Linked DNA regions of Mus musculus: all the other regions are linked to region 7. Evidence: chromatin contacts called from public HiCAR-type and promoter capture Hi-C data. All regions are on one chromosome and are shown on one strand. Each heading gives the region's core, a stretch centred on a gene start, on an enhancer-like site or on the middle of the called end of the contact. The rest is flanking DNA. Distances are from core to core; before and after follow the strand shown.

Region 1 (3,885 bases), core at 140-2,639, 2.5 Mb after region 7:
ACTTGGAACCTGAGCTCCAAACACATGCCAGGAAGAGAGTGTATTTGAGAAGTATTTGTTCGTGTTCATTCTATTGGTGTAATGCAAAGCCTTCTGTCATGTGCAGAATCAAGAAACCAGCCATGATAAATTTATTTTCTGGGTGGGTGGGAGAAAAGGGCAGGGTCTTACTTACGTAGTCCTTGCTAATCTGGAACTCACTGTGCAGACCAAGCTGGCCTGGAACTCCAGTGAGCCTCCTGCCTCCCAAGCGTTGGAATTAAATGCCTGGTTCCTCACCTCCCCCAGTACCCCCCCCCCGAAGTATGACAAATTTAAAATTAACAGGTGTTGAGCAGCTCTCAGAAGTACATGTGGTTTTCATTACCTGTTTCCCTTCCGTTTCATGTCTGGATTTTTAAGGTTACAACACTACACGAAGTTATTTCTCCCGAGGCCACTTTCGTATAGTGCACTAAACTCGGAGCCCGCCCTCCATCTGTCCAGTTGTAGGGGTCACCGAAGGACGGAGGACCGCAGCCTTTATACTTGACTTCCTTCGTTTCTTGGTTTGACTTAAAACTCCAGGTGACCTTGGTGCTTCCCTTCCTCCCCCGTGAGGCGTTCCTGTTTTCCATCACCTGAGATGCAAAGGCGGGGTCGCTCCGTCCCCTCGGAACGCCAAGGGGAAGATGCTGGGCGACGGTTCCGCATCCTGCTGTTCAGACACAGGCTGGCCACCTCCAGCCCCCCCCGCCCCCCCCCCGCCTCTAGGAAGGCGACAAAAGCGGTGCTTCCTCTTGAGTTCCAGCCCCGCACGGATGCAGACCCGAGGTGTCAGCGTCGCGCAGGCCTTGCAGACTTGCGTCCTCTGCAGAGGTGGCAGCTCCCAGACGTGACCTTAGGTCCCCGCAGCACGCGGGTCACATGGGGACACGCACTGCCCTGCAGACCCGCGCCTGGGGCCTCTGCAGCGGAGAAGGCTGTGCGGAGCTCCTCCGAGCTCCTCGAGGCACGAGTCTAAACGCAGGGAACCGCTGCCTTCCTCAGATTACCTATGGCCGCTCCAATCCTCTGGTTTCTAAACGCAGGAGGCCCTCATCCGGGGGAGGGTCTTTCCATTCCGCAACCCCAAAGCAGTCAGAAGATAGAGTCGGTGTTCCAGGACTTGAAGGGTGCGCTTCCGTTAGGAAGCCCATCCCTCCAGTCCCGAGTGGGCGTGGCCTTCAGATAGCGTCCGTTGCCACGCCCAACTGCCTCCCAACGGCCCTCTGTGTCGGACCTCGGAACCAGGCGGCAGGACCTGCTAATTGCGCCTGCGCGCGCGTGCGCACAATCAATAGGAGGGGCTCACGAGCCGGACCCTCCCAAACCCGGCGTCTCCACCCGCCCCATCTCCCAACCTCCTCAGCGTGGCGCCGACGCTGCGTGCGGCGCGGGTTACCCAGAGTGCTCAGCGCGGGGGGCAGCTCACTGGAGTTTGGTTCTCGAGGCGGCGGCGGCGGTGGTGGCGGAGGCTCCTCCGTCGGCTCCTCCTCCTCGCTCGGCGGTGGCGGCGGTGGTCCGGGGCCTGAGCTCCGGTCCCCTCCGCTTCCCTCCGTCCTCGCCATCTCCCCGAGCGCCTTGACCTCCTCCGGCGCCGCGGGGAACATGCGGCTCCGTTCCCGGAGGCCGGCGAGTGACTGACCCGCGTTCCCCCTCCTCAGCCTGCCCGCCCGCCGGCCCGGCCGCTCCCCCCCGCTTCGCCCAGGCAATGACAGCGGCTCCGGCGTCTCCGCAGCAGATGAGGGACCGGCTGCTACAGGCCATCGACTCCCAGAGCAACGTAAGTGACTGCCTCGCGATCGGGGACCGAGGCCGCATGTGTCGAGACCCTCCCCCTCCGACGCGCCCCCGGCTAGGGGCTCTCTCCAGGCGGTGATCTGCCCGCCACAGCCACTGCCATCTCGGTCTCTCTTTCTCCTGGGTCCGGGGACCGCAGGCAAGGCGGATTGCCCGGCAGCTGAGGGTACCTGAGGCCGAGGCTTCACGCGGCCTGGACTGAGGGAGCGTTTGGAGCTTTGATCAGAGCTAGTTCTTCTCCGTTGTCCCAGCCCGACCGCCCTTGGTGGTCCCCACCGTGCCTCCTTGCCTCACCTCAACCCTGGGAACTGAGAACCCCCCGGGAAGGTCTCCCTGCCGGGGGCAAGGTGGGAAGCAACTAGTGTCTCCGCGATGACTAGAGTAGCCCGCGTCTCCGGAGTCTTGGCCTTTACTCCCCTTCGGTCTCCTGGCTGAACCTCCTTCTTGGCTAGGAGGGAACCCTAGGCCCGTTCTGCCCCCAGTCTGTCTACCTGTGATGCCTGGAGAGTCTCCTCTTTTTTCTGATAGTGGACAAACCTTTCCTGGGGTCTTTCTAGAAAAGACGACCCTGCAGAGAGTGGGATCCTTCCTGTCATCTTTCTTGGCCTAAATGCTCCATTGCGCATCTGACCAGAAGCTAAAGCATGGGATTTTGGTACTGAGTTACTGCCCGTCATAGTTGATTGTTCTCTTATTCCTACCTTCCGGTCCTCTTTCCATCTCTCTCTTGCCCCTCCTGAGGTGCTTTGGGCCCTAGCCTGTCAAGATTTAATTGTAAGGGGTTACTTTATGTCACACTTTCCTCTGCTAAGAGTCCTGTGAGCAGAGGGACATCTTTTTCTTCCTGTGTGAGCATAGACTAATTTCACCTGTTCTTGTATTTTTCCCAAAGGTTTGTTGGCAGTGTAGGGGGCGGGTATCCTTGTTGCTGTTAGGAGCAGGGCCATGGGAAGATGCACAGGCATTCAGATATGAGGTGTTTGCTGGGAGACCAGGAAGTGGCCTTTGAGATCACTTTTTAATATGCTCGGGATGGAAGAAAAATCATCTTGGGCTTGGACAGGTAACCGAGGTTTGAGTCTTTTGAGTTCCCTTGACTATGCTTGACCAGTTACTCTTAGCAATGTACAATGTACACTGTATTGTGGTGTGTTCAGAATAATTCACATTGTTTGTGTGGTCTTGGTAGAAATAGAGGTGCTCTAGTTTCTATGAGATCTGCTTGCTGGATCCAAAATTATTTTCTTCTTGGTCTTTAAGATCACCTTGATAGTAATTTAGTAAATACTGTAGACATTTTCTCGAGGTAGAATAGGGACAGGCTAGATAAAAATCTTCTAGAAAGCCTTTTTAAATTTTTTTCTTTTTTCTTTTTTTGGTTTAAGGTTTTGTTGGGTTTTTTGTTGTTGTTTTGTTTGCCAGTGATTGGTATTACTGACTGTAATCACATGATTGATATATTAGGATATTAAAAGGTAAAAACAAGAGATAGGAAAACATAGCCTTGATGGCTTTTGCATCTTTGCTGAAGCCATAGTGTACACAGTATAATTTTTTGATGTTGTTTTTCAAGAAGGATTCCTCTTCTATGTAGCTTTGACTATCCTTGAACTTGCTCTTTAGACTAGGTTGGCCTCAGAGATTCTCCTGCCTCTTCTTCCAGATTAAACGATTGCACCACCACTGCTCATCTCTTCCACAGTGGAAATTTTAACTCCTGTGTAACTCCTTTGCTTGAGATCTTATCAGAGATCCTGACTGCTTGTATGTGAGAGTGTTGGGACCAGCAAGCGCTTTGACAGGTAATCATGATGCTATAGATCAGGTGGGTCCAAGTGTTAGGTAAGGTCTGACTAGAAGACCCTTTGTGGGTAAAAGAAGGAAGGTAGACAGCCCAAATTTTAGGTTTTTGTTTTGTTTTTTTCTGAGACAGTCACTGGAAGTCACTATGTATGTAAACCAGTGTAGTCTCACAGAGAATCTGTCTGCTTCTACCTCCCAAATGCTGGAATTAAAGGTATATGCCACCATGCCTGGCCCAAACATTAGTTTCTTGAATTTTCC
Region 2 (4,092 bases), core at 330-2,829, 2.5 Mb before region 7:
CAGAGGAACACACACTATTCTACTGCTGTCTTCTACACAGAGGAACACACACTATTCTACTGCTGTCTACACAGAGGAACACACACTATTCTACTGCTGTCTACACAGAGGAACACACACTATTCTACTGCTGTCTACACAGAGGAACACACACTATCTACAGCTGTCTGCACAGAGGAACACACACTATTCTACTGCTGTCTGCATAGAGGAACACACACTATTCTACTGCTGTCTACACAGAGGAACACACACTATTCTACTGCTGTCTGCATAGAGGAACACACACTATTCTACTGCTGTCTGCATAGAGGAACACACACTATTCTACTGCTGTCTACACAGAGGAACACACACTATTCTACTGCTGTCTACACAGAGGAACACACACTATTCTACTGCTGTCTGCATAGAGGAACACACACTATTCTACTACTGTCTACACAGAGGAACACACACTATTCTACTACTTTCTACACAGAGGAACAAACGACCCAACATACTAGCATATTTCCAAGTAAACCAACAGGTCCTGAAATTTCTTTGGACTACAAAAGCCTAATGCTACTGACATCTAGTGGGCAGAGGACAAACCGTGCTGTGAAACAGGAAGGAAGACACAGGACTGTCTGGTGCAAAATGTCACCAGTGTCAGGTTGAGAAACTCTGGACTAAACAAAGCAAGACTGTCCACAGCTTAAAACTGTATATGCAATTAAGTTACTTTTTGAAATTGAGATTCTAACATTAAAAAAAAAAAATACAGTAGTTCAACCGGTTAACTGATGCAAGTAAGACGAATCAACAAATATTAAAAGTTCCTTATGACTGAACACTTTATCCAACCTCAGGATACACAGCATTCTTTCTACACAAGATAATGCAACGCCTACAAGGCAGGGCTAATTTAAATTAGATACTGGAGGGGAAAAAGAACTACCCAGTCCTATCCCATTTAAAAGGCCTTTGGAATCTTAAGTGAGGCAGAAATTTTGAAACAGATGTGTGACAACTTTTGACTTTTGTTACTAAAACCTGGCTGTATTGAGATGGGCTGTAGGCTATAGTAATTCGATGCTTGGAGAGTCCGTCTCTGTCTCTGTATGTCTCGGTGTCTCTGTCTCTCCCTGTCTCTCGTCTCTGTTACACACACACACACACACACACACACACACCATACCCTGTTGTTCCTGCTCAGATCACAGGATTTGCTAGCCACTGAAAAAAATAAGGCCTCACCTTCACGTCGTCTTTTAGCTCTGGCGCCAGGCTGAGCACCAGAAGGTAATGGGCATAAGCAGTGCCGAAGTCCTGGTCACCTAGACAGTGCTCAGCACTCTGCAAGGACCGTGCCACCAGCCGGTCCCGGCCGGCCGCACCTGCGCCACCCCCGGCGCCCCGGCGGGGCCTGGGCCTCGAGTTCGGCATGGATAAGTCTCGCTCGGAAGCCCACGAAGGAGGATGGCCTCGTCCGGGAAAAGAGTCTCCACGGCGCGCTTCCCTGGGCCGGTCGCAGCAACTGGACGCACAGAGGCACTGGGTGCACACAGCAGGAAGCCCCGCCTTCCCAGCGGCGGACAGGGCTGCGCGCGCATCCTGCGGCGAAGCGCTGTGATGACGTCACACCAGGGAGCGCCCCGCGGCCCACTATGGTCTTGGAGTACTAGGCTGTAAAGTCATTTTCTGGAATGGGGTTTTTTGGCAGACTGCAACCAAAGGTTTCCACCCTCTCTCTGCCTCCTGGAGAGTGCGGCTGCGAATTCCAAACCCTGCTCTAGTCCTGCTTGTGCGAAGCTCCAGGCCTTCTGAATCTCATCGCACCAGACTCACTACTGCAAAACGAAATAAAAGCTCCTTAAATTAATCACTGTGTACTCTCCTAGTATTAAGTATTCTCACAAAACTCAGTGAGGTGGAACTTGGGATCACACTCTAAAAAAAAAAGGAAAAGGCCATCACGGAGAACTGCTTCAAGGTTGAACAGTGGGATGGGTACGGCCGAGTCTGAATTTCCTGATGACATGCACATTAACAAAGAAGACTGATGTCAAGTGTGGCCTCTAAGATATAAATCCAAACTTTTAAAGCAATGTATAGAAATTATAGCGAAAGCTATTTTTTGTTCCCATTTTGAAGAGATTAGCGGTGCATACAGTGGTTAACAATGTGAAATGGAGGATACACCATTTTGGATATTAAGCTAAAATTCTCCAGTTCTCCCAAGTCCATCCTTTATGTGTCTTTTTGCTTTCTCTAGTATCTTATTGTCTGATCCACTCTTGTAAGCAGATACCTATGTACCTAAGAAAGGTCTTCGAAGACAGGAACTAATCACAATTATTTGAATATGTACAGAACGACAATTTTAATATATCTTGCACTTGATGAAAAGTGTTTCTCCTGCTCTTTAATTTTGCCTATGTATTTTCCTAGCTATTCATATCGTCCTTGTTTGATGCTTTGTGTATTAAGCAATGTAGGATTTAACTATACAGTATTTAGTGAGATGGAAATACAGAGGCAGGCCTCTATACCTAATGGAACTGAGTAGAACATAAAGACTAATTGGCTTGTGGGAAGGGTTTTCTCGTTCCAGTCTAGCATCCCTCCCTTGAGACATTCAGACAGACCTAATAAAGCTCTCTTCCTGGCTTAATTCATAAGGGTGCTCTAACTATACAATGTAATAATCTAGAAAAGCATTTTACTTATATATACATAGTTAATGTAATTAATTGGCATTATCTAGAAACATTTAGAAATTATCTAAACCTTAAAAAATGTTATTACTCCCGTAAACATTTAACCAAAGATGTATAATGTTATTTGCATCCTGTATAATTTAGAGGTGATAGACTGAGGCTGGGTAGAGAGACACAGCCCAGTCCTTGACAGAGACTTTGGTTTGCAATGTTACAGAATCTAGACTCACCCAGAGTCCAACCTTTGGTCATAGCTGTGGGTGATTATCTTGATTGCTTTAATTGGGGTAGAAAAACTTACCTACTGTGGGTAAACACCTTTCCCTGGCTGCCATCCTGGACTGTATTAGTGGAGAAAGAAAACCCAGCAACAGTGTATACCCAGCACCCTCTGCTTCCTGACTGTGACAATGATTTGACCAGCGACTGCTGCTCTGGCTTCCCTACAATCTCTTTCTCCCTTAAATTGCTTTTGTCGGAGTCTTTTATCACAGCAACAGGAAAAGAAACTAAGAGAGAGAGAGTGGTGTTTGTTTGAACACTTGGTCCCGAACTGGTGGTGCTATTTGGGAAGATAGTAGAGTTTCCGGGGAGAAATTGGATCACTGGAGTCCAGCCTTGGGGTTTAGTAGGCTTATCCAACTCTCTTTCTTCTGCTTGGCAGTTCGATGAGATCAGCTATCTCTGGTTCTTGCAACCCCTGCCTTCTTACTATAAAGGATTGTGTTCCCTAAAACCGTACTCAGAAATAACCTCTGGTGATGGTTTGAATAGGCTTAGCCCAGGGATGGCACTATTAAGAGGTGTGGTTTCGTTGGAGTGGGTGTGGCCTTGTTGAAGAGTGTTATTGTGGGTGTGGGCTTTAAGATCCTCATCCTAGTTCCCTGGAAGTCAGTCTTCTCCTGTTTGCCCTGGGAACAAGATGTAGAACTTTTAGCTCTTCCTATACTATGCCTGCCTGGACTGAACCGCTGAACCTGTGAGCCAGCCCCAATTAAATTCTGTCCTTATAAGAGTTGCCTTGGTCATGGCATCTGTTCACAGCAGTGAAACCCTCACTAAGACAACCCCTCTTCCCATAAATTGCCTATTGTCCACAGCAACTAGATTAGTCATTCTATCACCATGTGAATTTCTGCTTCAGCTGAATTGCTTTATTTTGCAAACTATCTTATCCTACGGAAAGGCTTTCTTCTTCCACAGGGCAAAGTTTCCTATGTTCTGTTCTGATTTTTTTAAAAAAATATATATATATGTTTATTTATTATATGTAAGTACACTGTAGCTTTCTTCAGACACTCCAGAAGAGGGAGTCAGATCTCATTATGGATGGTTGTGAGCCACATGTGGTTGCTGGGATTTGAACTTGGGACCTTTGGAAGAGCAGTTG
Region 3 (3,708 bases), core at 52-2,551, 2.5 Mb after region 7:
ACCACAGCTGGGTTGCCCTGAGTACATGTACCTGTTGTGAAATGAAAAAGCTTCCAGAGTTGCCAGGGCCAAATCCAATATGAAATAAAAGCAACCAAAACACATCAGTGGGGCCATCTGACACTGCTCTGTCCAAAGATCCTAATTCCTCTTGTATTTAGTTTGTGACAAAGGCCTTAGGGTACAAAGCCCAGCGTCCTATCACCATATTCTTAAACTCCTGCTTTGGGAGGGACCAGGCCATTTTCTACTCAGATCCACAAGGACTGCCACATGTGTGATGAGTATCCAGCAAACCCCAGGGTACAACACAGTCTACCTTGAAGAACGGGTGAGTAGCTACGCATGGTGCTCAGGAGGCGGAGGCAGGCAAATCTCTGAGTTCGAAGCTAGCCTAATCTACAAATCGAGTCCATGACAGCCAGGAATCTGTTACACAGAGAAAAGCAAACCAAAACATAGGTGAGGTAGAAAGACACCCTGGCATTCAAGGAGACGCTGTAAAGGAGAATATTGAGGTTGGCGAGATGGCTCAGCAAATAAACGCTTGCTGCCAGAGTTAGTTTCTTTTCCTGGATGCACATGGTAGAAAAGAGACAAAAGACTCAACTCGTCTGACCTCAATATGTGTATACACACGCTCGTGCCCGCCTCCATAAATGAACACATTTTAAGGAGCGCGAACAACTATTCTCCCTCACTTAAAAGCACACGATCTTGGGAATCGAGTTTTGTAAGTCTAGTCCTGCCTTCGTGGTTTTGCCCAGCATCGTACCGGTCAGCTGAGCTCTTAAGACACTGTCGCAGGAGACACTTAACCCTGGATTTCTCTCGGTTGGTCTGTGAGGGGAAATTGACACCTACCGCACAGCTTCCGAGGACCCGGCGTAGTCCAGAGGATTTACCGCAATCGGTTTCTTTTCTTCTAAAAGATCTAAGCCCTGTCTACGCCCCAGGCACGCGGCTTCCACAGCCTCAAGTGGGCGGGCCCGCGTCGCCCGGCACCTCCCACGGAGTCCTGCCAGTCACCGGAGAGAACGTAACGCGCTTAACCCACCCGCGGGCCCTACGGCCCGCCTTCCGGGCTTAGCCCCGCCCCCTCCCGGAAAGCGTTTAAGTGAGGGTAGGGCCCTCGCCGACGACGTGTACGGGCGCGTCGGCGGACGCGCGACGATGACGTATGGGGCGGTGGCCAATGGCGAGCGGCGATGACGCAAGGGCCAGGGGCCAATGGTGAGCGGCGTCTGCCGGCGCGCCCTCCAGGGCTGTCCCGCCCCCTGCCCGCGTCCGGCGGTCGTCCGGCGGGAAGGGGCGGCCGCTCGGGCAGGATGGCGGCGGCGGCAACCGCGGGTCCCGGCGCGGGCGCAGGGGTCCCGGGCGCGGGTGGCGGCGGCGGGGCGCGCGAGGGTGCGCGGGTGGCGGTGCTGTGTCTACTATGGTACGCGCTGAGCGCGGGCGGTAACGTGGTCAACAAGGTGATTTTGAGCGCCTTCCCGTTCCCGGTCACCGTGTCGCTGTGCCACATCCTAGCGCTGTGCGCGGGGCTGCCGCCGCTGCTGCGCGCCTGGCGCGTGCCGCCCGCGCCACCCGTGTCGGGCCCCGGACCCGGCCCGCATCCGGCGTCCGGCCCGCTGCTGCCGCCGCGCTTCTATCCGCGTTACGTACTGCCGCTTGCCTTTGGCAAGTACTTCGCGTCGGTGTCGGCGCACGTCAGCATCTGGAAGGTGCCGGTCTCCTACGCGCACACCGGTAAGTGCTGAGGCGGGCTTTGCGCGCTGTCTGGGGCTTCGAAGTGTGGGTACGAGTGCGCGGGCCGTCTGACTGAGACGCCGCCAAGGTGCGTCGGATTCTCACGTTGGAAAAGGTCTGAGGAGTTTACCGAGCGCCTAGCAGAATTGACTCCAGCTATTGGGATCGAGAGGAAGCCTTACAGAAGGAAGGTTCAGGGTCGGGTGTGCAGGTTGCCAGGACTGCCCACTGAGTGCCTTTTCCTCTCTTGCAGTCAAGGCCACCATGCCCATCTGGGTGGTCCTCCTGTCCCGGATCATCATGAAGGAGAAACAGAGCACCAAGGTAACTCTGGCAGAAGCCCTGGGCTAGGCGGGATTCCCAGTAGCTGACCAGGTTGATGACGTGGTTGGACCGTGGCATCCTCCTGCTTCCTGTCAAATAAGGAAGTCAAGGTGTCAGCCTTGTCCTGTGGCTAGCACCTAGCATCCCGCACTCACCTTTCAGACAGCAGATGTGTGTGTGAATGGGGCGATATCACCACATAATCTCTTGCTTGTTGTCCCTGAGCGCCACATCCCTCTGGCGTCCACTGTTCTTTTCTGTTATGATTCCGACTCTGGGATTGGTGGTAGGTGATGTCTTTGGTTCCATTTTAGCAAGTCACCAACAAATTAAGTTGGGACAAGTTTTCCTTCTCTTATTTTATTTTCTAATGTTTATTTATGTGTGTGTGTTGTGCATTGCCACGTGTATGGAAGTCAGAGGACAGTTTTCACCTTGTGGATACCTGGGATCAGATTCAAGTTGTCAGGCCTGGTCCTGACGAACTTACAAACTATCATGTCCTAGTTTTTCTGTCACTAGACAGAATGGTTGGTAGGGGTTGTCTGGATCTGATGTGAGTAGGCCAAAGGAGTTTGACCGTGGCAGAATCTAGCCAGTTTGTAGAAACTAAAACTTTACAAAGCCTGGCATGGTGCCATGGGTCTGTCTTCCCAGCACTTGAGAGGCAGAGGCAGGAGAATAAGGAGTTCTAGACACACACCTTTAACACAGCACTCTGGAGGCAGAGGCAGGAGGATTTCTGAGTTGGAGGTCAGCCTGGTCTACATGGTAAGTTCCAGGACTCTGTAGAGAGACCCTGTCTCAAAATTAATTAATTAATTAATTAATTAATTGGAAGAAAGAAGGGGCAAAAGAAAATATGGTTGTAGCTCAGTGTGGAGCCCTTGCTAAGAACCCAAAGGCCTGGGGTTCAACCCCCATTTTGAACCAAGGAACCTTGGGTTGTGATTATCTGGACATGGATCATATATAGCACCCAGAGCTCAGAGCTGCCCAGGGAAGGTGCCAAGCCAGGTGTTTTCTGGCCTGGGACTAAAGAACAAGCTCACTGTGTCGTGTGCAGTAGGGATGCCACTGTTCGGCTGGAAACCATCGAACCTTGTACAAGTGCTCACTTTCCTGTGCCCTATAATTGATGCACATGGATCAATGCAGAAACTGGACCACCTCTGGCTGAGTTTTGTTCTCAGACCCAACTTTATCCTGGTGAGCCTTGTCGGCACTCTGCAGTCCCTGCCAGGATGATACCAGGTAGGACTAGCCTCCTGGGGGGTCAGAGTTGCTGGGGAGGCACCCAGGTGTGTCACCTGATAGCACACCTTGTGTTTATCAGTTTTCCTGGTCACTGGGGATATTGTACCTAGCTCAGGGCCTCACAAGTGCAGGATCTGGAGATCAGCCCTCTTGGGCGACTTGCCCTGCAAAGCAGATGGGTCAGTCTGGGAATCCTTGTTCTCAGGGGAAGATGTAGGACAAAGAAAGCGGGCTATGGCCAGGAGTGCAGGGCCAGGAATTCAAGTCCCAGTGGCCACTGCCCTTTTGCTCCTGAATGCTGCTTTGTTTGTTTCTATATTTATTGTTTTATGGGTATGTGACTACACACGGAGGTCAGAGGACAACTTGCAAAGTTGG
Region 4 (4,098 bases), core at 252-2,751, 2.5 Mb after region 7:
GTTCAGGAATCCTTGCTCTAACCTGACTCTGGCCTTTTCGTTGCCCCCGCCCTCAACCCCAACCCCGCAGCACCTGTCCTCCTAACCGTAAACAAGAGCGCTCCTTTTCTTCCCTCCCACCTCATTTGCAGCCTCCTTTCCACAGCGCCTCTGTCCCCAGGGTTCGCTCCTCCACCTGCGCGAGCGTGGGAGCACTCCACGATCTCAGCCTCTGCCTCCTCCCCCATCCAGCTCCAGGATCTAGCCTGTCTCCTCCTTTCGTCTCCATCATCAAGCTAGGGGCAACCTCCCTCCTGGTAACTCCTACAATCCTCGACTCACCTGGCTCATACTTCAGGTAGATGATGGAGACGATGAAGTAGCTGAGGTCGAAAACAGGGAAGAGCGGCACCCGCGAGAAGCTGAGCGCTAGCTCGCCCAGGCTCAGCGCTGACATCAGGTCCATGGCGATGGAGGGCGCCTCCCCGGCCCCGTGCGTCCCGCGCCCCGCTGCCCGACGAATGCTCCCTCGCCACTGAGCCCGCCCCACTGCCAGGCACCGCCCCCCGCCTGCCCCCACCCCTCGGGAGAGGAGGGGTGGTGGGGGACTCCTAGCAGCCGGGAGCCCAAAATGCGGGGCCGTAGGGACGTCAGAACTCGTTCAACAGAGCCAAAAAGGCGATCTGTCCCCTGCATCCAGCACACACAAGAGGGAATCTTGTCCTTAAACATCTGCGTAGTTAGAATCCTGTCCCTTTTCCATGGGACTAACCAATTCAGGACCCCTATTTCCCTCAAAACCCGCGCCCTCGGAAGATCTCAGCCAAGAATATCATGTTTCATTCCTGAGGATCCAAAGTCAGAACCCCGCCTCCCACAAGGGGACCTCAACCAAACCCTCACGTTCTGTTTGGTTTTGTCTCTCTAAAAGGCTCCACAAGTCAGAACCCTCCTCTTTGTGGACCCCAGCCCAGACTGGATCCACTAAGTTAGGACCCTCCCGCTTCAGGAGGCCCCACAAGTTAAGATCCATCCTCTGTAGACCTTAATCCAGGCCTTATGTTCTGTAAGTCTGTCCGGTCAGGACTCTCATTCTCCGTGGGGTTACTCGAGTCAGACCTGGGAGGTCCGTGGGAGGTACAACTCAGGCAGGAGGTCATCCTGACTCTATGCACTCTGAGCCGGGATCGCAGTTCTCCGTGGGGACCCAAGTGGAGTCCTTTTGGAGTTCAGGCATCTGCCGCGCCCATATCCATATCCAAGCCGTTCACGGGCGGCTCAAGGGTCAAGGGCGCAATTTCTGTAGCCCGGAATCCATAGCCCAACCAACCCCCGAGCGGCATCAACAGCAGGGACCAGCTGTGGCACGTAACACTGAGCATGCGCGCGCGCACCCCAAGCTCCGCCCTGTAGGTGACATCATGCTACATCCTCAGTCGAACCCAACCAATGCTGATTCAGAATTGGTCAGTTCTCGTTCCACTTTCCGCCCCTCATCACGGCTTCCGTTTCCGGTTTGACGGACGCCTTGGGTGTAAGGATGATCGGAGACATACTGCTGTTCGGGTAATATGAATGAGGGGTGTTAGAGGTCGGAGAGTGGCAGTCAGAGGGGTGGGGGTGACCCTTACTGACCGTTACTGTCCCTCCGCAGGACGCTACTGATGAACGCCGGGGCTGTGCTCAACTTTAAACTGTGAGTAGGCCGCGACAGGCGGTGTCCCAGACAGCCAGGCCCTCCCACAGCCAGTCCCCGCCCACACCCTTGGTCACCGCCAGTCCCGCCCTGTGCATGCTCCACGCCCCACTAATCCTACCTCTAGCCACGCCTCCGCGCTGCTTCACCAGGCTCTGACAGTTCTGTATCACTCCAGGATCTTTAAATCTGTACTCTCTAGACCAGGGAACGGCTCAGCGGGCAGAGGCGCTTGCTGCCAAGCCTGACTACTTGAGTCCGATTCCCGGATCCCCCATGGTAGAAATCCTGTTGATTGTCCTTTTGATCTCCACACAACTGCTGCGGGATGGCACACTCATTCTTTTTTTTTTTTTTTTTTTTTTTTTTGGTTTTTCGAGACAGGGTTTCTCTGTGTAGCCCTGGCTATCCTGGAACTCACTCTGTAGACCAGGTTGGCCTCGAACTCAGAAATCCGCCTGCCTCTGCCTCCCAAGTGCTGGGATTAAAGGCGTGCGCCACCACGCCCGGCCCGGCACACTCATTCTTACTTGCAGATTAATATTAAACAAACAAAAAAAAATCTGCACCCTGGGATTGCTTGCATCTCCAAAGAGCCTCATGCTCAGGCTTATCCCTCAAGAATGCCTTTCTGGCTCTTGGACCCACTCTATCCTGTCTGTGGCTGCACACCCAGCTGTGATGGACTAGGCTGGTTGAGAGTGTCTCACAGAGGGTTGTATCACTGCCCCAGGTCACACTGCAAGTCGGGGGCAGAGCTGAAGTTCATGCCCTTCCTAGCTGAGTGTCAGGGTCAGGAAATCCGATGGTGTTTATGTTTCACGGAAAGCTGGAGTTATCTGCTGTTCTTTATAGGAAAAAGAAGGACACACAAGGCTTTGGGGAAGAATCGAAGGAACCCAGCACAGGTAAGCATGTCTTTCTACCTTCAACACTTTAAGTCGATTCCAGGGTGCCTGTTCTCTCTCACCAACCTGCGCTTTCCTCTCTTTTTCCTTTTTATTGTTGAGATGTGGTATTAGAGGGCCATGACTAGCCTTGAATGCCTGCTCCCTCTGCCTCTGCCTCTGCCTCCTAGGTGTTTGAATGACAAGAGTACTCCACCATGCTCTGTTCATCAGCTTTATTGAGTGCGTACCATATTGCCAGCCACTTAGCTGACTGCTCTGTCGGGGTGTGGGTAAAGAAAGTGATCCTGCCCTGTGGGACTCAGCCCAGGGCGATTCAGAGGGTGTTCTGGAGGGATAGTGAAAGTGGGTGTCAGGAAGGTGCTGCTGCCGCTGCCGCTGCTGCTGCTGCTGCCGCTGCTGCCGCTGCCGCTGCTGCCGCCGCCAGCGTGGGTTGATGTGACATGGCAGAGGTCCTTTCCATGACAAGTGTGGATATGATTAGAGTTTTGAGCCAGCCTCAGCCCCAGAGTGAGACCTGGTCTCAAAATCCAATTTACAGAAGCTGCTAAAAGGCCCATCAGGCAAAGGCAGTTGCCACCAAGACTGACTGGGTTCAATTCCCCAGGTTTTACATCGTAGGAGAGAATTGATAGTTTGTCCTCTGACTTAAACATATTCTGCTCTATTTTAAAACAAAAAACCAACAACATTTATTAAAAAAAAAAACAAAAAACAAAAAGCTAAGGAGGTAAACCAGAGCGATGGCAGGTGATGTGTTCTGGTGCGCATGCAGTGCTCTAAGTTCGGCCACAAAGTGTGGAGATGGCAAATTCTCAGTCTAGCCAACCTGGGCCTGGTAACTAGGACCCACGGCTCAGGAAGAACTCTAATTGGACAGACTTGAGCCACGTGCCCATTCTTGCACCATTCAGAGGCATTGGGAATTGGTGCTCCACAAGGATGCATCAGGGGCTGCCACAGATGTTTGGTAGTAGGTTGGGTTACAGCCTCATGAACCATACTTTCTGGCTTTGCAGGAGACAACATCCGAGAGTTTTTACTAAGCCTGAGGTATTTCCGGATCTTCATCGCACTGTGGAATGTGTTCATGATGCTCTGCATGATCGTGTAAGTTTACCTTGCTTGGTGCTCACATTCATTACCTGCTCCTGCCCTTTTCACAGTTTGTCTGTTTATAATGTGGGTCCTGGGGAATCAAACTCAGGTTATCAGGCTTGGCATGGGGCACCTACTGAGCCATCCTATCAGCCCCTAGTTGAAGCTCAAGGGCTATCCCTTCTTCCAAAATAAGAACTCTGGTTACATTGGAGGGTGGTCTCTAAGTCCAATCTGGCCATGTGTCTCCCACCCCTGATGTTGTGTTAACCTGTACTGGATGGCTTCAAAGTCCAACAGACTGCATGTTCCTGCCTTCAAAGCCTTAGTAGAAGCCAGCAGGTAGGATTTACTACTGGCTTCTGTTTTTTACAGCCATTCTCTTTGATTGTTTTGGTGTTTGTTTGTTTGTTTGTT
Region 5 (3,882 bases), core at 458-2,957, 2.6 Mb after region 7:
GGTACTAACAGAATTTACAGCCTGGGCTCTGTCAGGAAAGAAGGCAACTATGTTCTGAAAGGAGATCCCATTCCATCAGCAAGAACCTTCTGAGCCGGGCGTGGTGGTGCACGCCTTTAATCCCAGCACTTGGGAGGCAGAGGCAGGCGGATTTCTGAGTTCCAGGCCAGCCTGGTCTACAGAGTGATATTTAGGACAGCCAGGGCTATACAGAGAAACCCTGTCTCGAAAAAAAAGAAAGGAAGGAAGGAAGGAAGGAAGGAAGGAAGGAAGGAAGGAAGGAAGGAAGAAAGAAAGAAAGAAAGAAAGAAAGAAAAAAGAATCTTCTGGAACTATCTCAGGTGAGCATGAGGGAGACAGTCCGGGCAGATACAGACTTCTATTTACTGTGAGCCACACAGAGTCCCTACAAGGTCACAATAGTCTTTGGGGATTGCAGGCCTGTGCTGCTGTTGTCTGGTTTTTACACTGAATTCTTGGACCTGAACTCAGGTGGTCCTGCTCCCATGACAAGCACATCACCATTGAGCTATCTCTGCAGCTCCAAGAGTAGGACATTATAAAGGGGCTTCACAGCAGGCAAGACAGGAGTTACAGGAAGGGCATAGGGATCAGGATACCTGCTAGGCTCAACTTCCTCCTTCCTCCTCATATAATCGTGGTGTGGTGCTTCCAGCAGTAAGAATATCCAATTAGGAAAAGTCGGAGACCCTGGCATAACAGGCTCAAAGGATCACTAAGGGCTTAGTGGCCAGCACAAACTCAGAAAGTAAATCATGCCAGTGCTGTAGATCCTGTGCCTGCTTCCAGCTTCTTTAGGCCCTGAAGTCACGTACACAAACCCACCTGACACATAATTAAACCTTTGTTTTCGAGACAGGGTTTCTCTGTATAGTCCTGGCTATCCTGAAACTCTTTGTAGACCAAATTGGTTTTGAACTTGAGATCTGTCTGCCACTGCCTCCCAAGTGTTGAGACTAAAGGCGTGCGCTACCATGCCCGGCAAAATATAAATCTTTTTTTCTTTCTAAAGGTCGATGGTATATCTCAGTGATTGCCTAACATGCAGCCAGTCCTGTCTTCCATCCCCAGTATCCTGTAACCCTGGTGTGGTGGTGGCACACGCCTGTCATCTCAGTACTTAAGAGCTAAGAGGAGGATCGGGAGTGCAAGATTATCTAAGGCTGTGTGGGGAGTTAGAGATCAGCTTGGGCTCTATGAGACCTAATATTCAAAAACCAGGAGTAAGTAATAATATAAATAAACAGAAGGGATGGGGTGTTGACGCAGCTTCCGCTTCTCCTTCCATAGAACGTCTATAGTCGCTTCAGAAGAGATGTCTTTGCTCCACGTCGGTCTGATGTGATGTTGTGGAGCCCCAATGCTCAAAATTCTTACCCAGAAGGAGCATATCGGAACAGGAGCCGAGTGAGGTGTGATTCGCCAAAACCATCACCTGCCGATCCCGCCTTCTGGATGGCGTAAAAGGATGTGAAAGACGCAGAGGCCTGGGAGTGCACGCGTTCGCAAGAACGCAGCAGAAACCCAGAGTACCGCCGGCGCAGCTTCTCACGCTCCAGCGCGTCGGGGAACAGCGGCCGGGCCGCCGCATGCGCAAAGAGGCTCACGCGCATGCGTCTCACTAGGCCATCCTTCTCTGGAGTCCTCACGCAGTCCCTTCCCGCCCTCCTCCGGTCTTCACTTCCGGTGTTTCCCAGCGACAGCCGTAAATGGCGCGCGAAGCGGCCCGCGAGGCCGTCGTAAACGTCGCCCTTCGCGCCACTTCCGGCCGGCTTCTGTGGCCGGTGCTGGTAAGCGATCGTGAGGCGGCGGAGGACGTTGCCAGTGGCTGCAGCCATGGAGATGCCGATGCCGCCAGATGGTGAGGCCGGTCCCTGAGCTGAGGTCGTTGGGTTCTTCTCGTGTGCCCCCGCCGGCCAGCCGTGCCTCCTCGCGTTGCCGGGCCAGTGACGGAGCGCGCTGCGGCCTCGCCGCTCCTCCCTCGGCCTCTCCGTGGTTCCCCGCATTCCTGGCGCGCGCTTGGCCCTAGTCAGGACCCGTACACCACCGCCTTGCAGTGGCCCGCCCCAGAGGACCCCGGCCTGGTCCCCGGGTCAGGCTGCCCCCACTGACGCCTTTTCCTCTGTTTTGCAGATCAGGAGCTTCGAAATGTCATCGATAAGCTCGCTCAGTTTGTGGCTCGCAACGGACCCGAGTTCGAGAAAATGACGATGGAGAAGCAGAAGGACAACCCTAAGTTCTCGTTTCTGTTTGGAGGCGAGTTCTACAGTTACTACAAGTGCAAGCTGGCACTGGAGCAGCAACAGCGTGAGTTCCCCTCAGGCCCTCAGCCGCCTCGGGGTTCAATGCGGGCCCCGCCGCAGCCAATTTCTTTAGAGTTGCAAGTTTCCTCTGCAGAGCAGAGCAGCCGTTCTTCTGTCCTACCCGGAGCCCTGTACCAAGATAGACTGCTGGATCTGTGTGTCATAAGGAGAGACTATCATATATTCTCTATCCAGGCTTTTGGGTCGGGAGTGGTCCCTGGGTGGTCTTTGCAGAGGCAATTGCGGATCTGCAGGAAGGTGGGAACTGTGCAAACTGTGCAGCCTTTCTGCAGGCTGAGACCATAGCTTTCTGCATTTCAGGTGCATAGATCAAAAAGCTTTCCCTTTAGTTTTTGCAACGTTTTTCTTTTCCTTTTTTTTTTTTTTTTTTTTTTGCTTTCGAGATAGGGTTTCTCTGTGTAGTCCTGACTGTTCTAGAGCTAGTTTTGTAAACTAGATTTAAACATCAAGAAAAATATGATTAAAAATAATAGAAATAATAAAAAGTTTAGAGCCAGGGATGATGGGACCACCGCTTTAATCTCAACACTTAGAAGGCAAAGGCAGGTCGATCTCTGTGAGTTTGTGGCCAACTGATTGTACAAGTTCCAGTACAGGCAAGACTACATAGACTGCCTAAAAAAAAAAAAAAAAAAAAACAAAAGAAAAAGGAAAATGAGTGAAGAAGCACAGCTGGTCTTTAAGGGCCTCACACCATATCCCAGGTTGGCCTGGCAGTATGTTATCCAGCCTAGCTTCCAGTTCAAAGCAGCCTTCCTGCATCAGCTTTTCAGCATACCCAAGCTTTGAATAGTAACAGCAGATTTTATGGTTTCTGAGAGCAGAACTCACATCTGTCATATCTAGGGTAGCTCTCTAGTCTCTGAATAAACTGTGGAAATAAGTGTCTGGACTTGCAAAGCCAATGAGTAGTCAGAGTGATAGTGGCTGAGCTACAGTCCTCTTTGATGCCAAACATACTTGGTTATACTCCAGCAATGTATTGTAGGTGGTTGATAGAAAGCTTGTAGGGCAGGCAGACTTGAGCCCATGGAGCACAGGGACTTGAAGAAGGTATGTATTCAGAGAGGAGACATCACACATGTGAACTGAGGGGTTTTTCATATGCCAAGGAGGGGTAGGACTAGAGTCTATTGATCATAAGGTTTTGGTTCCTATTCAGTTGTGGTAGAGGTTGACATCACCATCAGAGTGTCTGTGTCCTCATGCGTGTTTAGAGAGGTCATTCCTTAGCCCCAGAGCACCAAGTTCATAGCCATCCTAAAGCTGATGGCGGTTGAAACAGATTCCAGCAGTGTGTTCTAGTGGACAGACTGGAATTAGGAAAGGTGGTGATCATGAACATGGAAGTGGGAGAGGTCGAAGGTAGAGCCATTGAGGATGGGTAAGGGATGGTAAGTGAAAGGAGTTTAGACCGTGCCTTATTATATATCCCTATACAGGAAGCCTGTGCCCACCCCTGTACAGTCACTTGTTTAGGCTTTCAACTTAAAACCATACCTGGGGGTGGGTGGGTATGGGGGACTTTTGGTATAGC
Region 6 (3,515 bases), core at 68-2,567, 2.5 Mb before region 7:
CGCTCTTTTGCCAGGCCCTAATTCAGTCTCCAGTTTTTCCCTCCCCCTTGCCTCTTTCTTTCCTCGGTAGACTCCTTGCTGATTTTAGTAGGAAATGAACCTTTCAAACTGCCTAGGAGTTATTGGTAAAAGTCTTTTGAAGTCTGAGGATGGACATTAAAGTGGCCTCATCTGTGGCACTCAAATGGTGCTGTTATTTAACAGAGTTTATAGAGTAGGCATATTTAGATGCTTCCCAGAGGGTTAAGACTCCTCCTACAGCTCACGGGCCAAACAAACTCTTAATTACTGCACTCAGTCGGAACGTTTTTAAAGAATCACTTTGAAGTTTCCTGGTACTATTACCATCATTAAACCTTTACATGTAAACATGTGTTGTGAGTTTGTGAAAAATGTATGCCATGTGTGCACCTGGCACATGTTAATTGCTTAAAAATTGCTAGTTGATAAAGTGTCTCCAGTGTAAGATTTGCTGTATACATTTGAGGAAGGTATTGAGTTCTGCTTTAGAACGCATGGAATAGGAAAGGAGTTTTGTGGGCGCACTGACACGAATTCACACTTGTCCACGCAGCCTCCCATGGTGAAAAACCACAAAAAGTCTGGCATTTACTTTCGGCGGGCTATTTTTAGCAGATCGCCTCTCCTACCCGTGTAAATTTAATCTCCAGAATAGAACACAAGCAGGGTCAACGCGGTTTAGCCACACGCTCCCTTGTCCTAAGCCATTCAGTATGGACACGAAGAAAAATGTTCTAGAATCTGTAGAGTCCACGCTGAGTTGGAGACGTTAAGCATTCCCGCGAAGGCAGCTGATTAGACAAGGAGAGAGAGCACCCGGCGTGCGAGCCCTTGCACAGCGAAGCACCCTTCCTTCGGTACACAGATAAAATGAGTCAATCATTTCCACCCGCCCCGACTTTTAAGTCGTCTGATCTCGGGGACCGAGGCCTGCTATTACAAACCCACCATCCCGTTCGGTCAGGCGTCCACTTCGGGGACCAGCCTGAGTCACCTGGACCTTGTGAGCCGAGATCGGGGAGGTGCAGGCGTCCGGGGGTGGAGGGCACAGACTACGTTCTCCATCGCCGCTGCCTCGGAAGGAAGAGGAGGGGCGACTGCGCGTGGGGAAGAGAAGGAAGAGGCGTTCGGGGAAGGGCAGGGAGGAGGAGAGCCGAAGGCGCCCGGGCGGGAGAGCAGGGGCGTGCGGGCGGGGGCGGGGCGGGGCGGGCGCGCCCGAGGCGGGGCGGGGCCGGGCGGCGGCCTCTGCTGCTGCCGGGGGCTGCCGGGATTGGGGAGCTGCGCCGCGTACTCTCCAGGGTCGCTGGGCTGGGCTGGACATGACCGTGCTGCGCTCGCCGCGCGCTCAGCCCTGCTAGCCGCTCGCTGCCGCCGCCTGGGAGCCCAGCTCGGCCTGCGCCCGCGCGCACCGCCGCAGTCATGGGGCTGCAGCCCCTGGAGTTTAGCGACTGCTACCTCGACAGCCCGTGGTTCCGGGAGAGGATCCGCGCGCACGAAGCGGAGCTCGAGAGGACCAACAAGTTCATCAAAGAGCTCATCAAAGACGGCAAGAACCTCATCTCTGCCACCAAAAGTAAGCGGGGTCCTGTTCGCGTTCGGGCTGCGGCGTGGCGAGGAAGGCGGGAGGATCGTCTTCCCCGGCCAAGTGGGATGGCTCAGTGCTCCTAAGACCGGGCTGGAGGAATAGGCGATTCCTTAGGGGATAAGATAAGCTCCAGGGCATTCCTCTCCCAGGAGGTTCGGGCGCGTTCCTTTCCCCGATCCTGGCCCTCGGTGGCGCGGGAGCGAGGAGCTGTGCGTGGGAGCTGCCCCGGGGCTCCCGCCTGGCCCAGCTGAGCACGCTTTGGCGCCGGCCGGAGCGAATGGAGGCTCTGCTCCGGAGTCAGGTTTTACTGCGCCCTAACGCTGCTTCCAGTCTCCCGCAAAATAGAGACATCAATCAGTTTGATAGTTTTGTCTCCTAACATTTCCAAGTAATTTTTTTTGGAAATGCTTTGGGACTCTGCCTGTAGTTGATATCGTCAAAAGTCCTTTAAGTTACACCTCTTATGTATCCCCTTTCTGCCTTGCGCGACAGCACCGACCTACGTCCCTCGTGAGCTAAACCAGAAAGTCTACCTGGCTTTGTGCTGCCTTCTGCACATTCCTCTGTCTTGTGCTGAGGCGGGTTCAAAGATTAGGGGTTGAAAGGGTCAGTGGGCAGACTGCTCCAGGTTCTGGCCTGCGAGAAGTGCCTGTGAGTAGGAAATTCTACTCTTCATGCTCGAAGCTGGCCACCTCAGTTCCATCTGTATTCAAACAAGCAAGCTAACACACCCTCAAGCCACCTCTGAAGACAACAGAAAGAGAGGTGTATCGAAGCTGTAGTGAGTCTTAGGAGTAGAGGCTGGTTGAAATTTGTGCAGAAACGGTTGTAATGTTCTATAAATGGGCGTTCTCCAGGACCAGGTGCTGGCATCCAGGCCACCCTGGAACCCTGAATTCATTCCTTGAGTTATTGCGAACACCCCTTTCCCTCCTTAAAAGGCCTGATAGTGCAGGAGCCAAGCATAGGTGCTCTACCTATCCTCTTGGGTTGGTTAGGTTCCCTGGCTCAATACTCTCCATCTCTGGGCGTTTATTCCATTTGTTTGTAGACAGCACCCCTGGAAAAAACACCCCAGGTACATTTTCACCCCACCGTTTTGTGTCCAGGAAGATTAAAACGTACTGAGTGTACATTCTCATCCACCCAATCAAGTGCCTGGCCTAGTTAATATTCACTTAATGAATGAGTTGAAATATTTTTTTTAATGGGAAGAATTTAGTGGAGCCATCCCTGTAATTTGGGAAGCAAGTCGCTCAACTTCTCTGGACCATCTCCAAGGTTCCTTTGGTTCTGTGACCTCTTCCGTATTTCAAAGTTGGGACTGGAAATCACTTTTTTGATGAGTGGGTTATTTGCTTGGTGGCTGTGCAGGCCTTTGGCTTTGAGGTTTTCTGTTCTAGGTGGGAAACAGAGGGAGAGTCAGTAAATGTGGAGAAATGACCAGAGGCAGGGAGGTGTGCGGACATCCATGGACTGGGAAGTGGATGTGTAGGATTCCATGGCCAGTGTTCAGCATCAGTAGATGAGGACATACGTGTACCTATTCTTTAAAAACTGTGTGTGTGCTTTTGAGCCATTGTACGCGTGGGAGGTCAGAGGACAGCTTCGGAGCTGGACCTTCCTTTCCGTGTCTATGTGGGCTCTGGGGTTCGGGTGTCAGGCATCTCCCAGTCTGGTCTGTTGGCTAGTAGCTTCCTTTGAAGCTAGGGAGATTAGGAGAGGGGCAGATGGCAGTCAGTTTGGCCATAGGTAGAAAGCTATTTCTGTGACTGCATGTTAGCTGCTCCACTGGCAGGAAGCATGCCTCACGTCCCTGAGGCAGCCAGTGTGTGTGTGTGTGTGTGTGGGGGGGGGGGGGGGGGCTAGTTTTCCTCCTCCTCAGAAGGTAGACCTTCTGGAATTTGTG
Region 7 (3,654 bases), core at 129-2,628:
AACCCCAAGGCAGAAAGGGTCCAGCAGTGAGATTTAGTCAGTGTTCTGAGGTACTGATGTAGCAGTACTCTTAATCAGAAGTATTTCTTGCCCAAGGCAGGCAACTTTCAGGGCAGGAGAGATGCTGAGCTTTGAACTGACAGGCAGTTTAAAAGACTGAACCCAAAAGACTTTATCCAAAAAGTCTCAGGACTTTGAGGCTGGCTTTGAAGGCCAGACTAATTTGCCTGTTTTACATAGGAAATCTGCGAAGAAGACTGCCTTCTCTTTCCAGGTCTCAAACAACGATTTATGGTGAAGCACCTGGGCTTCAGGCATCAGAGCTCCCTTGCAGAGAACTGATGAGAACCTCAAAAGAGCTACTAACAGCTGCAGTGTTGGTTACAACACAGAGCTGGGTTAACAGTTTCAGGGGAAGCCTTAGCTTTCAGATTCGGCCTTCCCAATTTCACAATGCCGTCGGGACCCTTCAGGTAAGGGGGTATGGATGTCACGCCCAGACCACCCATTCCTGGGGAAACGTCGCCGCCTGGCCTTTGCCCGAGAGTAGGTGCTGGGAGCCGGCACCTTCCCATGGGCTCCAGCCCCAGTAGGTGGTAACACGTTGACAATGACAGGCGTTAGCCATGTGCCAGGAAACATCCTCAGTGCTATCTTATTAATGCATTTAATGATCAAACAAGTCCAGGAAGGCTGGGCCATGACCCTTTAACTATGGGCGAGGACCATCACGGGGGCGACGTCACATAAACCCGAGACTCCCGACCATGGGGACAGAGGCGCGGCCGAACCTAGACACCCCGGCGTCTCGGAATGTGAAGAGTCGGTGACGCGGCGAATGATCAAGACGCCGCCAGCCCGGGAGGGGCTCTTAGTCTGCGCGCGCCCGGTGGTGGCGCGGCCCAACGCCTTCTCATCACAGCAGTCCCTTTAACCCAAACTTTCTCCCTCTACTCGGACCCCAGCACGCACACATTGGCTGAACCACATCCGCCCAGGACCGCCTCCTTCCACTGCCTATTGGCTACATCAAGCATCAATCCCCATATAAGACTTCCGATTGGCCCGTGTTCTTGTCAATCAGGTGGGTCATAGGGTGGGCGGAGCCCAGAGCGCCGCGCCAGCCTCACCGCCTAGCCTCCCTCCTGTCTGCCAGACTGCGGACTCCGACAGGTCCCAGGGCCAAGGCCAGAGCGGCACACAGGGGCGGGACTGCGCGCGGCTCCGGGGACTCACCGATCCGTTGTCCCACCGGAGAGCTGAACGGATTTCCCAGGAGAAAGTCCATTGCCGCGGCTACCGCTGCCACCAGCTCCCAGAATCAGGTGACAGCAACCGCCGGCGCCGCCGACCCGCCACGTGACCCGTTGGCCAGCCCGCGGGGTGGTGCCGGCAGGCGGGGGCTCTGGAGCGCAGCCACGAGGCCCCGCCCCCTACTAGGCTGCCCCTGGGCCGTGGCTGACGCCACACCAGGGCGGGGCCTGGGAGGGCCGGCTTCTAAGCCACGCCCCTGAAGCTTCAGTGCGCGCCACTGTGGAGCCTGGAAGTCTTGACATCCTGAAACTGGGTCTCTGGCCAGGGAAAGACCTGGGTCAGGTTACGCATACTCAGACAGGTATTAGTATTAGTGTCTTAGCCTTTAGTCCTGGGGACCAAGCCCTGAGGATGACAGCCTCCTTGCCCAAGTCGGACTCGAAATTTCCATTTGATGTCTCCCCGCTCCAAGAGCCAGAGGAGGCAAGGGCCTGGGTTTTTGCTCTCTTGAGACAGAGAATGAACTGCCTGTCCTGTGGCAAATGCTTTCACCTCATAAGCCACCTCATCTGCCTTGGCTCTCACCTGGCAAACCGGAAAAGTGCTTTTTCCTTATCTGTTCCCCTCAGCTGTAAATATCCATAATGTAATGCTTTCAGAGTATTGAGGTGACATGAAAATCACTCATAAGGCATTCCGTAATGGTTGCTTCCTCCTTGCTGTATCTTTGTAAGGCATTATGTTTTAAACTTTTAAATTTTTTTTTAACTCTATATGTGTGTGTTCCATGGTGCATACAGAGAGGTCAGAAGAAAACGTGGAGGAATCGATTCTCTCACCACATTTAATCTGAGATTAAACAAGTACTGTGGGCCATCACACTTCCTCCTCCATTTTGGCAGGGCTCATACCTAGGACTTTGCCACACTGAAACCCGGTGCTGCAGTCCCCCCCACCCCCCCTTTTTTTTTGACAATATCCCTTGTCTGGCCTCAAACTCAGATCCCTGGGGTGTTGGAATTGGAGAAGTATGTGCATCATAGCATGCAGCCTTATTATTATTATTATTTTTTTTTTGCTACTTATGACTTTTAACATTTTGTTTTTCCATTAACTTTTTCCTTAACCATGAAAGGTCAAATTTCCATATTTCAATGTTCACAGTATTAGCACATATTCACTTCAGGCCATGTGGCTGTTGACTCAGAGACAAGGAGGTGACATCACATTTTTTTTTTATTTAAAATAGACAAGACTCTGGAAAGCTCCTGGGATATGAACTGTCTGTTTTTTGGCATAGAATTTTCATGCAACTCTGACAAAAGATTGATGGATACTTTTTGATTTAGGCCAATAGCAATATTTTAAATGGTTTCATTTGCTATGCCACAACTATCATATTCTCTCCTTTTATAATACATGCAAATGATATTTGAGAGCCTTTACATATAAGGTGTGTTCAACCTGAGACCCAAGGGCTGCATGGCCCAGGATAGATAGGAACATGGTAACTTGACCTTTATTTCAGGATTTGGTTTTAAAATTTTTAAATTTTGTGTTTGTGTGTGTGTGTGTACCTCTGTGTGGGTATATGCACTTGTGTGCTGGTGCCTAAGGAGGCTACAGAGGGTGACTGATCCTCTGAAACTGGAGTTACATTCAATTGGATGAGTGTTGGGATCTAACTTGGGTCCTTATCAAGGGCAGGAAATATTCTTCACCAGTGAACCATCTCTTCAGCCCCCACTCCCTTATAGAGAAATGTCAGGGTAGAGTAGAGTTATACCGACTACGATTAGCCCAATTAGGGAAAAGACAGCTAAGACTGGACTATAAATATTAAAAATGAGATCTTTAATATAAGTACAAAATATTGTTTCTTTATACAACTGTAATAGGATTTGGATCAAACCACTAGGATTTATTTAAAAAAACAAAATAAAACAATGATATAAAAACAGCAAGAAGGCCTGAATCCAAAATTTTTCCTCTAATAGTACCAAATACCACAAGGTACAGATTATTATACAAATGTGTACAAATCTTTAATACAAATACAACAGGGCTAGGCTTCAGAGGAAAACAAACCCGAAAAAGCCGGTTCTCCTTAGGAGTTCACTACTGTCTGTAGCAAGGGCAATGGAGGACTGGCTGCTTCCTCTACCACACATGTCTTCCCTGGCCTCTCCTTGATACCATTTCTCACAGGAAACTTCTGCAGGGTCAAATGAGGTTCTGACATGTTAACTCAAATGGAAATTTCTGCTCTGCTTGATTTCAGTTCCCACATATTTCTGTTCCTTTCCCTATTTCTCAGATTAAATCTCAAAACTGCTCTGAGCTGACACAGTCCTGTGAGAAGCTTAGCTGTGACAGCAGTCGGGCTATGGGAAGGAGTTC

The links. Promoter capture Hi-C pulls out the DNA fragments that hold promoters and counts their contacts. HiCAR-type assays count read pairs that join an accessible place to other places.
Region 1: a HiCAR-type map of astrocytes shows a contact between it and region 7, with 7 times the contacts expected there. The contact joins the promoter of Med26 here to the promoter of Tom1 in region 7. A contact is called at or near these places in 4 of 39 promoter capture datasets (cranial neural crest, hippocampal neurons, liver and 1 more) and 4 of 115 datasets of contacts at active chromatin or transcription factors (acute myeloid leukemia, astrocytes, embryonic forebrain and 1 more).
Region 2: a HiCAR-type map of astrocytes shows a contact between it and region 7, with 7 times the contacts expected there. The contact joins the promoter of Prmt9 here to the promoter of Tom1 in region 7. A contact is called at or near these places in 5 of 39 promoter capture datasets (embryonic stem cells, hippocampal neurons, liver and 1 more) and 1 of 115 datasets of contacts at active chromatin or transcription factors (astrocytes).
Region 3: a contact with region 7 is called in a HiCAR-type map of astrocytes, with 8 times the contacts expected there. The contact joins the promoter of Slc35e1 here to the promoter of Tom1 in region 7. A contact is called at or near these places in 10 of 39 promoter capture datasets (the 3T3-L1 cell line, cranial neural crest, embryonic stem cells and 5 more), 4 of 115 datasets of contacts at active chromatin or transcription factors (astrocytes, craniofacial prominence, large pre-B cells and 1 more) and 2 of 9 other capture datasets (adipose tissue and embryonic stem cells).
Region 4: a contact with region 7 is called in a promoter capture Hi-C map of liver, with 14 times the contacts expected there. The contact joins the promoter of Smim7 here to the promoter of Tom1 in region 7. A contact is called at or near these places in 6 of 39 promoter capture datasets (the 3T3-L1 cell line, embryonic stem cells, hippocampal neurons and 3 more), 1 of 484 Hi-C or Micro-C datasets (muscle stem cells), 7 of 115 datasets of contacts at active chromatin or transcription factors (astrocytes, embryonic limb bud, embryonic stem cells and 3 more) and 1 of 9 other capture datasets (embryonic stem cells).
Region 5: a contact with region 7 is called in a promoter capture Hi-C map of liver, with 5 times the contacts expected there. The contact joins the promoter of Cherp here to the promoter of Tom1 in region 7. A contact is called at or near these places in 9 of 39 promoter capture datasets (the 3T3-L1 cell line, cranial neural crest, frontonasal cranial neural crest and 5 more) and 1 of 115 datasets of contacts at active chromatin or transcription factors (embryonic stem cells).
Region 6: a promoter capture Hi-C map of liver shows a contact between it and region 7, with 6 times the contacts expected there. The contact joins the promoter of Arhgap10 here to the promoter of Tom1 in region 7. A contact is called at or near these places in 2 of 39 promoter capture datasets (hippocampal neurons and liver) and 1 of 115 datasets of contacts at active chromatin or transcription factors (astrocytes).

Annotation. Positions count from the first base shown.
Region 1 is chr8:72,545,814-72,549,698 of GRCm38.p6, reverse strand. It overlaps Med26 (mediator complex subunit 26), which reads left to right and starts at 1,389. Exons shown (of 3, transcript NM_027485.4): 1 at 1,389-1,804. The coding sequence starts at 1,733.
Region 2 is chr8:77,546,884-77,550,975 of GRCm38.p6, reverse strand. It overlaps Prmt9 (protein arginine methyltransferase 9), which reads right to left and starts at 1,579. Exons shown (of 12, transcript NM_001081240.3): 1 at 1,240-1,579. The coding sequence starts at 1,428.
Region 3 is chr8:72,490,207-72,493,914 of GRCm38.p6, reverse strand. It overlaps Slc35e1 (solute carrier family 35, member E1), which reads left to right and starts at 1,301. Exons shown (of 6, transcript NM_177766.3): 1 at 1,301-1,749; 2 at 2,003-2,073. The coding sequence starts at 1,329.
Region 4 is chr8:72,568,451-72,572,548 of GRCm38.p6, reverse strand. It overlaps Smim7 (small integral membrane protein 7), which reads left to right and starts at 1,501. Exons shown (of 5, transcript NM_172396.3): 1 at 1,501-1,545; 2 at 1,634-1,675; 3 at 2,531-2,583; 4 at 3,603-3,693. The coding sequence starts at 1,520. Tmem38a (transmembrane protein 38A) reads right to left here and starts at 726. Exons shown (of 6, transcript NM_144534.2): 1 at 322-726. The coding sequence starts at 445.
Region 5 is chr8:72,473,058-72,476,939 of GRCm38.p6, reverse strand. It overlaps Cherp (calcium homeostasis endoplasmic reticulum protein), which reads left to right and starts at 1,707. Exons shown (of 18, transcript NM_138585.3): 1 at 1,707-1,882; 2 at 2,155-2,328. The coding sequence starts at 1,858.
Region 6 is chr8:77,515,709-77,519,223 of GRCm38.p6, reverse strand. Arhgap10 (Rho GTPase activating protein 10) reads left to right here and starts at 1,317. Exons shown (of 23, transcript NM_030113.2): 1 at 1,317-1,594. The coding sequence starts at 1,441. It overlaps 0610038B21Rik (RIKEN cDNA 0610038B21 gene), which reads right to left and starts at 2,168. Exons shown (of 1, transcript NR_028125.1): 1 at 646-2,168.
Region 7 is chr8:75,031,410-75,035,063 of GRCm38.p6, reverse strand. Tom1 (target of myb1 trafficking protein) reads right to left here and starts at 1,378. Exons shown (of 15, transcript NM_011622.3): 1 at 1,237-1,378. The coding sequence starts at 1,288. It overlaps Hmgxb4 (HMG box domain containing 4), which reads right to left. Exons shown (of 11, transcript NM_178017.2): 11 at 3,086-3,654.